Linked DNA regions of Mus musculus: region 1 is linked to region 2. Evidence: chromatin contacts called from public HiChIP or PLAC-seq data. All regions are on one chromosome and are shown on one strand. Each heading gives the region's core, a stretch centred on a gene start, on an enhancer-like site or on the middle of the called end of the contact. The rest is flanking DNA. Distances are from core to core; before and after follow the strand shown. Region 1 overlaps Fbxl13 (F-box and leucine-rich repeat protein 13). Region 2 overlaps Fbxl13 (F-box and leucine-rich repeat protein 13).

Evidence for each region. HiChIP or PLAC-seq counts read pairs in DNA pulled down with a chosen protein or histone mark.
Region 1: an SMC1A HiChIP or PLAC-seq map of large pre-B cells shows a contact between it and region 2, with 2.2 times the contacts expected there. The contact joins two enhancer-like sites. A contact is called at or near these places in 2 of 39 promoter capture datasets (embryonic stem cells and hippocampal neurons), 1 of 15 datasets of contacts at CTCF or cohesin (large pre-B cells), 5 of 484 Hi-C or Micro-C datasets (bone marrow-derived macrophages, embryonic stem cells and uterus) and 3 of 115 datasets of contacts at active chromatin or transcription factors (embryonic stem cells, heart atrium and microglia).

What each region holds. Positions count from the first base shown.
Region 1 is chr5:21,588,886-21,593,648 of GRCm38.p6, forward strand. All of the region lies in intron 7 of Fbxl13 (F-box and leucine-rich repeat protein 13), which reads right to left. Among named protein-coding and RNA genes, the nearest start is that of Lrrc17, 48 kb to the left of the region's middle. Within about 2 kb of position 1,721, at least 3 of the 459 cell types and tissues checked have an H3K27ac peak or open chromatin away from gene starts, as enhancers often do.
Region 2 is chr5:21,515,525-21,519,896 of GRCm38.p6, forward strand. All of the region lies in intron 17 of Fbxl13 (F-box and leucine-rich repeat protein 13), which reads right to left. Among named protein-coding and RNA genes, the nearest start is that of Lrrc17, 26 kb to the right of the region's middle. Within about 2 kb of position 2,172, at least 49 of the 459 cell types and tissues checked have an H3K27ac peak or open chromatin away from gene starts, as enhancers often do.

The DNA of each region.
Region 1 (4,763 bases), core at 471-2,970, 73 kb after region 2:
TATAAAATACAATATTTTATGACTACCTATAAAATGAAATAAGAACCCACGAATATCAATAGTCACATGTGGTTTTTTCTTTTTTCTAAACAGAGTCTTATGTAGCCCAGGCTAGCCATTCCTGATCTTCCTATCTCAGTCTCTCCAATGCAGGGATTATAGGCGTGCTGATATCACTACACTCAGGAAAAGTCACAATCAGTTATTGAAAATTCACCAGTTAGAAGACAAAAATCACAGCTTAATAATGCTTTTTGCTCTGATATTTTCCTTGAGTACTAACATCTCATTTTTATTCATTTGGCTTACTATTATAATTTAGGTAAATTTTAAAATCTTATGAAAAGACATACTTTAACTAATAAAAGCAATTATCCAGACACTTCACTAGAGATGTCCAACAGTGCATGAGTCCCCACAACATGGCTGCAGAGCCACCAGGAGAGCCTGACTGACCCATAGTGATGACACCTCGGTATCTGGTAGATGGGGGTGGGGAAATCAACCTCTCTGCATCTCTCAGCTCTTCTGGAAAAGGCCCTGGCTGGCATGATATGGGAAGCTCACAGTAAGAGGTGAGACAGGGGCTGGAGAGATGGCTCAATGGTTAAGAGCATGGACTGCTCTTCCAGAGGTCCTGAGTTCAATTCCCATCACCCACATGGTAGCTCACAACCATCTGTAATAGGATCTGATGCCCTCTTCTGGTGTGTCTGAGGACAGCTACAGTGTACTAATGTATATTAAGTAAATAATTCCTTTTTTAAAGGATTTATTTATTTATTATATATAAGTTTCTGGGATATGAACTCAGGACCTCTGGAACAGCAGTCAATGCTCTTAACCGCTGAGCCATCTCTCCAGCCCCAAATAAATAATTCTTAAAAAAAAAAAAAAAAAAGAGGTGAGACAGTTCACCCTTGAAGAGTATTTTACTGTCGACAAACCCCCAGGATCAGATCTGTACCTGGGTAACTGATCTGGTCCAAAAGGACAACAAACTGGATTAGCTTGTACATTATCTGCCATCATATCACTTGAAGAGGCAGGGAGATTGTGAGTTTCAGGACCTCTAGTGTTTATTGAGACTTTCTTTCAATAATAAGTGGATAAATAAATAAATAAACAAGCAAACCTGTTTTCTTCCACAAAATTCACATAGCTACCCCGTAGGAAGATCCTGGGTAACTTATATCTCTGGGTCATCAAAGTTAGAGTCCCTAGAGCTCACCCAGCCCTTGGAAAGGAATATTGCAAGAGGCCCTGATTCTCTCTTTTCTTTTCAGGGATCCTGACATTTCAGGAGAGGTGTCCTGATAATCCAGGCTAACTGTCCCATCTCAAGACCCTTAATCACATCTGAAAAAAGGATTGTGCCATGTAAGGTGGCACATTCAAAGGTTCTCAAGATTAGGACAGAGACACACTTGGGAGGTTCTGTATTGTCCTGTGGAATAGCAAACACTAATTCAAGAAAGCAGGGAAGAAAAGGCCATCAGGAGACTTTAATTCCACGTGCTATGCTTGCTGGACTATGCCAGGGGTCAGCACACTGCTGTTCATTAGATTTCCTTGCATGTCTGAAGGAGCTTACAGTCTCACTTTTGAATAAAAGTCTTAGGAATACTTTCAACTAAGGAGGTGAAAGGTTAGTCCTCAGACCCCATGTGAGGAAACACCTTGACAGGAACTGGAGGTGATTGAAGAATCAGAGCAACAGTCCGTGTCTGTGAACTGGAAGGTGCAGTAACAGTAAGAGGAACTAAACCAGGTTTTTACAACTGCTGGTGATGTAAACACTAAATGCACACAATTGAGACCTTATAAGACAATCCTACCAAAGACACTATGAACAGTAAAAATGCCAAGGTGTCAATTCTACCTAAAGTCTACAGACTCAATCGAATCTGTCAAATTTCCAAAGGCTTCTTGTGTAAAAATGGAAGCCAGTCTTCAAGTTCACATGTAAATGCAAGAGATCTCAAAACAACTTTTAAAAACAACAGCTGGAGAGGTCACATTTCCTGACTTCATACTTAACTACAAAGCTGCAAAAATCAAAACACTAAGTCCCAGAACAGGCATACAGCACATGGGATGGAGAATCCAGAAACAGATACATCCTTCTATGGCTAGACCAAACTATCCTACTGAGGAAAAACAGTTTCTCACTATGCTGGACACTGAAATAGAAAAAAATGGATATGGGACACTCTTCTATACCTACTTCCATAAAAAAATAAAAATAAAAAATTTTTTTTAAAAAACTTACCCCAAATGGATCAAAGACCTAAACAGAAGAACTAAAGCTATAAAATTCTTAGGAGAAAATATAAAGTAAGTCCTATAATATCCAAAGCAAAAGCAACACAGGAAAAGATAAATCAGATTTCATCAAGATGTAAAACTTTCATACATCTAAATATGGAAATAAAGGTAAAACCTTCACATTTTGCTTATGTATTGCCATTGTGTCATTGGGAAGGCCATGTATACCTTTGTGTGTGTGTGTGTGTGTGTGTGTGTGTGTGTGTGTGTGTGTGTGTGGTCTTGCCCAGGTAGGCACATTTAGAGGCAATAGATTGATATTAGGATGTCTTCCTTGACTGCTTCCCCACATTTATTTACTTATTTGCTTGCTTGCTTACTTACTTGCTTGCTTGCTTACGACAGAGTTTTTCAATGAACTTCAAAGACTCCTTTTTGTCTAGACTGCCCAGCCAACTTGTCCCCAGGGTCTGCCCATCTTTGCCCCCAGCACTGGGGTTGCAAATGCACACTACACACAGCTTGCTGGGTTGGTGCTGAGGATCTAAATTCCAGTCTTCACACATGCACACCAAGCTCTTTACCCACTGGGATTCCTTCTCTAGTCTCATTACTATCTGATTTTTATTAGCAAACTTGAAAAGTTTATTTTACCCACATTTTAGGATTAAATCATCCCCAACTATAAGTTCTAATAGGATATTAATTATAGCAACAATAACAGCAAAACACAAATCTAACTGGATCCTATGCATCATTTGGATGTGAAATTCGTGCATGAATGGATTTGGATTTTCACATAACTGCTGTGCTTTGCATGGTTGCTTACCTAGTAACGAAAACTGTATAACGCCTTTCCCAGTGCGTGTGCATTGACACTTGTCCCAGTGTCCAGTGCATTACTCACTCATTAGCTCATGTAACATTTACCTCTTAGGTGACTATTTTACAATGTCACACCTCATGAATTCCGTACAGAGTTGCCCAGAGATACCTGAAAAGAAGTGGGGGAGGGTCCACATTGGAATATGGAATAAGCTATTTCAGACTTTACTACTCATTACCACAAACCTCTACTTTTTCCTAAGGAATGGGGCCATCATTACATAATGTATAAAGAATTTTCAAATGTTCATATGCAATAACCCTTGGAAATACTAGAAATTAATTCCACATGCAACCCCGGCTGCTGCCAATATAGCTCCTGGGAAGAATGTCAGGGGGAAGAACTAGACTTTCCAACTTAGTTCCATAGATAATCAGCAGTTGGGTTATTTCATATAAGCCAGAAAAGTGACAAGATGTGGCACAGAGCAAAAGAGGGGTTTTAAGAAAACTGTACACCACTTAAAGTCTATGAGATAGGAGGCTATCAATTCTGTTAACGACTCAGCGCCTGCTCTTTGCCTGGGGACTGTGGGTCTCAGACCACAGTAGAGCATCTAGACATCCATTAAGAATGGAGTGAGAAAGGGCACAGAAGGGCACATCTCAGGAGAAATGGTGGGAAGTATAGAGAAAACAGAAGATGAGAGGGGAAACTCCAGAGTAAGAGAAGAACCACAGCAAAAAGGAGGCTATAGGTACAAGGATGCCAGCACCTGGAAACTGAGGGGATCAGGGTGCCATTGATCCAAGTTAAGGTTACAGAAGCAGCTATAAGAGTCAACCAAGAGCCTGAGCCTCTTCAAACCTGCAGCCCTCTCCTCCCTCCTGACTTGTGTGGTGAGAGTGAGCTCCCAGAAGATAAGGAGGATGCTCTCCTCGTGGGCAGTTTATAGAATGTTGGCGATACACGGAAGCCCCAGAAGCACACCAGATATTTGACCTTAAATGACAAAAGCAGAATCCTTGGACTTTGACTCTCTGTAAAGAAAGACCCAGGTGCCTTCTAGAGCAGAAGCTCCAAGGTTAAGATTCTATGATACTCTACAAAAGATGACGTGCTTTCCATGTGCGGTGTTCATAAGAACGAACTCTCTTCTCCCGTAATCTGGAATCAGTTAGGCATCAGGGTATCAGCACTTGTGTTCCACATGAGAGCAGCAAGATCTGGGAGATGCTGAGCAGAGAGAGCTCCCGTACACTGACACTGGAGAAGCCGGTTCACAAGAGGACTTCATGACAGATCCACTCTCTGGCAGTACCAGACACCGCCCCACCCCACCCCACCTCCACCACCCACCCCCACCATTCCTACCACCCCGTCTGTTACTCTGCCTGGATACTAATGTGTAGCGTGTGAGAAATCCCTGCTTATGAAACCAAGCCAGATGCAACTGGCACTGAAGATGAGGGACCGGCACAGTACAAATCTTCAAAATTAGACATAATTTATGTGTCTCAGAATCATGGGACTGTGAGCATCAACAGAGAACCACTGCTGCCTCAGCAAGTAGATAGTGATGAGTATTTGCCATAGCTTGCTTTCCACTGCTGCCATACACTGGCCAAAGAGGAGAGCCTGTAGCGGGACTTTGACTTCCACGTCCCAT
Region 2 (4,372 bases), core at 922-3,421:
GGCACATGTATACAGACCCCACGTCCCAGGCACATGTATACAGATCTACATCCCAGGCACATGTATACAGACCCTGCATCCCAGGCACATGTATACAGCTCCCACATCCCAGGCACATGTATACAGATATACATCCCAGGCACATGAATACAGACCCTGCATCCCAGGCACATGTATACAGACCCCATGTCCCAGGCACATGTATACAGATATACATCCCAGGCACGTGTGTAAAGATCCTGAGACAGGAAATTCTTTGCTTGAGAATCTAGATGGAGGCTGTGGTGCTGGAGTAAAGCGGAAGGGCAGAGCGAGGCCATGAGGATGACAGAAGGGTAGGCAGAAGTCTAGCAAAAAAAAAAAAAAAAAAGTCCTTTTATAGCCTCGCCTTTCCCTGGGAAAGCCTCTGCTCTTAGCAGACACTGATGGTCAGTGCAACTCCATTCCAGCCATAGTGTGCTCCCTGGAGTCTCCGGCCATCTATTCCCTTCTTTCTTTAATCCCTTCACAGGTCTTCTTCCACCATAACCACGTGGCTCTGTTCTATTTCTCCTGGCCTGACTTCTCCCTCTCAGGTCTCCCAGGGAGCTTTCCCACAGCCACAGCCACGGCTCATGGGAGTGACAACCCTCTGCCTCTCTCTTAAGCCGTTTACATGAATATCCCACACTCTCCTGGGAACCTGCAATCTTTCCCTCAAAATCTGTTACATTTCTTATCTTACCAAACTGTTTTAAAAATCAGACCTCCAGCTGGGTGCGGTGGCCACACATCTTTAATTCCAGCACTTGGGAGACAGAGGCAGGTGGAGCTCTGAGTTCAAGGCTGGTCTCCAGCATAGCCAGGGCTACACACAAAAACCCTGTGTCAAAAATAAAATAAAATAAAATAAAATATTCTTAAGTAAATAAACATAAATAAAAATATAAAAGTAGGTGTCTTAGTCAATGTTTTATTGCTGTGAAGAGACACTGTATTGGCTAGTTTTGTGTCAACTTGATACAGCTGGAGTTATCACAGAGAAAGGAGCTTCAGTTGAGGAAATGCCTCCATGAGATACAACTGTAAGGCATTTTCTCAATTAGTGATCAAGGGGGAAAGGCCCCTTGTGGGTGGGACCATCTCTGGGCTGGTAGTCTTGGGTTCTATAAGAGAGCAGGCTGAGCAAGCCAGGGGAAGCAAGCCAGTAAGTAACATCCCTCCATGGCCTCTGCATCAGCTCCTGCTTCCTAACCTACTTGAGTTCCAGTCCTGACTTTTTTCAGTGATGAACAGCAATGTGGAAATGTAAGCTGAATAAACCCTTTCCTCCCCAACTTGCTTCTTGGTCATGAAGTTTGTGCAGGAATAAAAACCCTGACTAAGACAGACACCACGACCACAGTAACTCTTTTTAAAGAAAAACATTTGATTGAAGCTGGCTTAATGTTCAGAGGTTTAGTCCATTATCATCACAACAAGGAGCCTGGCGCCACAAAGGCACAAGTGGTGCTGGAGAGATAGCTGAGAATTCTGCATTCAGGTTGGCGGGTAGTGGGAAGAGAGAGGCACTGGGTCTGGCTTGAGCATTTGAAACCTCAAAGCTCATCCCCTCAGTGGCCCACACATCTTCACTTGCGAATATTCACTGCAATGAGTCAATTGTCTGGTTCAAGATCTCTGGCTTCTGTGACTTCACCCATGTCGGATCCTCACCGGGACTCCTGGTTATTGTCCTGTGTCATGGAGCTCCTGCAGCTTTGGGTCTGCAGGCCCAGCATGGGGGCCGTTCTTATTCAAACCACCACAGTAGGACTTGTATTCATCCATTTTTTTTAAATTTGAAATTCTAAAGATGATTTTATGTGTACGGTTCTTTTGCCTGCATCAGTGCTAGGAGTTGAAACTGGGGCCTCTGGAGAAGTGGAAATGTTCTTAAGCACTGACTAATGTTTGCAGCCCCAATAGCCAGATTTTAAATATCATTATTTCCCTACCCCACCCGGAGATCTTCATTTTCTATAGCTGGCCAGTCACCCACGTCTTTCAGTTTTATCTGCTAAATCCTGTTCAGAGTCCTTTCCATACACTCCAGCCTGGTTCACAGCCTCCTTTCCCTTTAACTCCCAGAACACTTATTGGTTCCTGCTCTCCTAGTCACCCACTGTGTTGGTTTGGCTGAGACTGGCTCCCACAGGCTCATATATTTGAATTCTTGGTCACAAGGAAGTGAAACTGAAAGGATTAGGAGGTGTGGCCTTGTTGGAGGAAGTGTGTCATTGGGGCTGGGTTTTAAAATCTATGCCAGGCCTCCACCCTCCCCACCCCCATCCCCTACACACTTTCTCAGTTGCTGCTCCTGTACCTGCCGGTGCACTATGGTGCTCCCCACCACGATGATGATAATAATGGACTAAATCTCTGAAACTGTAATCCAAGGCCAATTAAATGTTATCCTTTGTAAGTGTTGCTGTGGTCATGGCATCTCTTCACAGCAACAGTGACTAAGACACCATGCTTCCAGCCTCCCAAGGACCCACTTAACATGGGGGTCTGTGACTGCTCTGGCTGTTCCTCTGTCATTGGTTCAAGTCTATACAATTCGTCACAATACTACGTTTCTCCTTCAACATCCCTCTCACAGTACGTTCCAGCAAGACCATGCTGCATGGAGTCCCTTGAACAAGCACGCACTTCTTTGTATGTGTGCTGAATAGGGCAAATTAGGAAGCCATTGTAGCCATCTGCCACACCACGTGAAAATAACCCATACCTTTCTTTCAACCAAAGCTGCAGAGAACAGGTCTCACTCTTGTTAGAAACCACACTGCCAAATACTCATTCCTTCAATGTGTATGTATATGTGCCTACTGTTTCCTAGGGGTCCAGGGAACAGCAACAGATGGAGCCAATTCCCAATCCTCAGAGATCCTTCTGTTTAGTGAGGGGACTCCGGCAGATTGCCTATATAGAAACACTCACAATCTAGGACTCCTCATGGAAGTCTTTACAATTTGTGCAAATAAAAGACTCTTCATAAACCACTGTCTCAGCATCCGTCTGAACGCTGTTCTGACTAATTTTTTCCTTTAAACAACACATATGGCAGTAACTAAGGCAGCCAGACTCATGGCTTGAACGGCCCCAATTATGGATCCTGTGGTCTTTAGGAAATCACAGCTCTTTTAACTAATAGAAAACCTTTTTATATTCATGGAGATAAAGTCACATCCAAGTAACCCAAGTGAAATTAACAATGTCATTTAGTTAGATGTTTACAAAGTTATAGAAGGCTAAAGATGCCTAAAAACACCTGGCCCCATACACAACATCCCTCTATATTCTCCTGATGATCAAGCAATAGCCCCGCGTGCTGGTCCCCTGACGGCACCACATACTAAGCCTCAATGGCTTTAGTGGTCACATGTCCTCTCCTCTGCTTAGAAATTAAGGCATTCCCAAACCCTCTGAAACGCAAGCGGCTTCTCTTCCCTGGTCTCCTTCACCCTTTGAGCCTCACACCACGACATCACAGGAAACAGAGTGTTAGGAAGACGCACTGAGGCTGTTACTGGCGTCCCTAGCACCAGACACCAAAGTCATAACAAATGTTTGTTAACTGAGTAATCGTGAAGTTCTAACTGAAACTTAGAAGAATTTAAAATGGACATATTCTAGAGAGCAAACTTTACCCAAAGGTACAACTGGCCACATTTCATCTCTAGCAAGTATCTGTAACATTCCAAAATTTAAATTCTGAGTGTTAAGTCTGCCATCAAATTTACACTTCATCAGACCTGCAGTCCAGGCTGTTGTTTGGCTGCCCTGGCTGCGGACAGAGTTGACTCACTTTAGATCGACTGAGGTTAAATTGACAGCTGTTGTACCAATGTCTTTGTCAATCACTTGCCTTTTAGATGAGGGAGAGAAAAAACTTTACAAGATTTTCATCCATTTAGTGTTATTTTTAGATTGCTACATGGATATCTCTACCGTCCTCAAATAACAGGCCTTTTCTTCAGGAGAAAATAAAACTAAGGAGAACAGAGCTTGAGGCTACATTCCTAAGTCCTTCACTTGCTCTCAGGGGGTAAAATCTTAACACATGGAAATGAAAACTGAGTTCCCCTTAAAGGCTAAAATGTCCCACCAAGTCACAGAATTTTGTCTTCACTCAGCAGATCGTCCCTGGCACGTTAGGCTTATGATAAATGTCATGGCAGAATGAGATGTTTGTTCCATCTTTTATTATGCATCTGATCATCTTCCCCTTGCTACCCTGTGGCCCTGCAGACAACAGCTGGGCACTCATAAGCCAAGGAGAGGTTTAATACAAAGCAACGTGGAGAGATGTGGAATGTAGGGTTTTAAGATTTAAATACTGGTTCTAAAA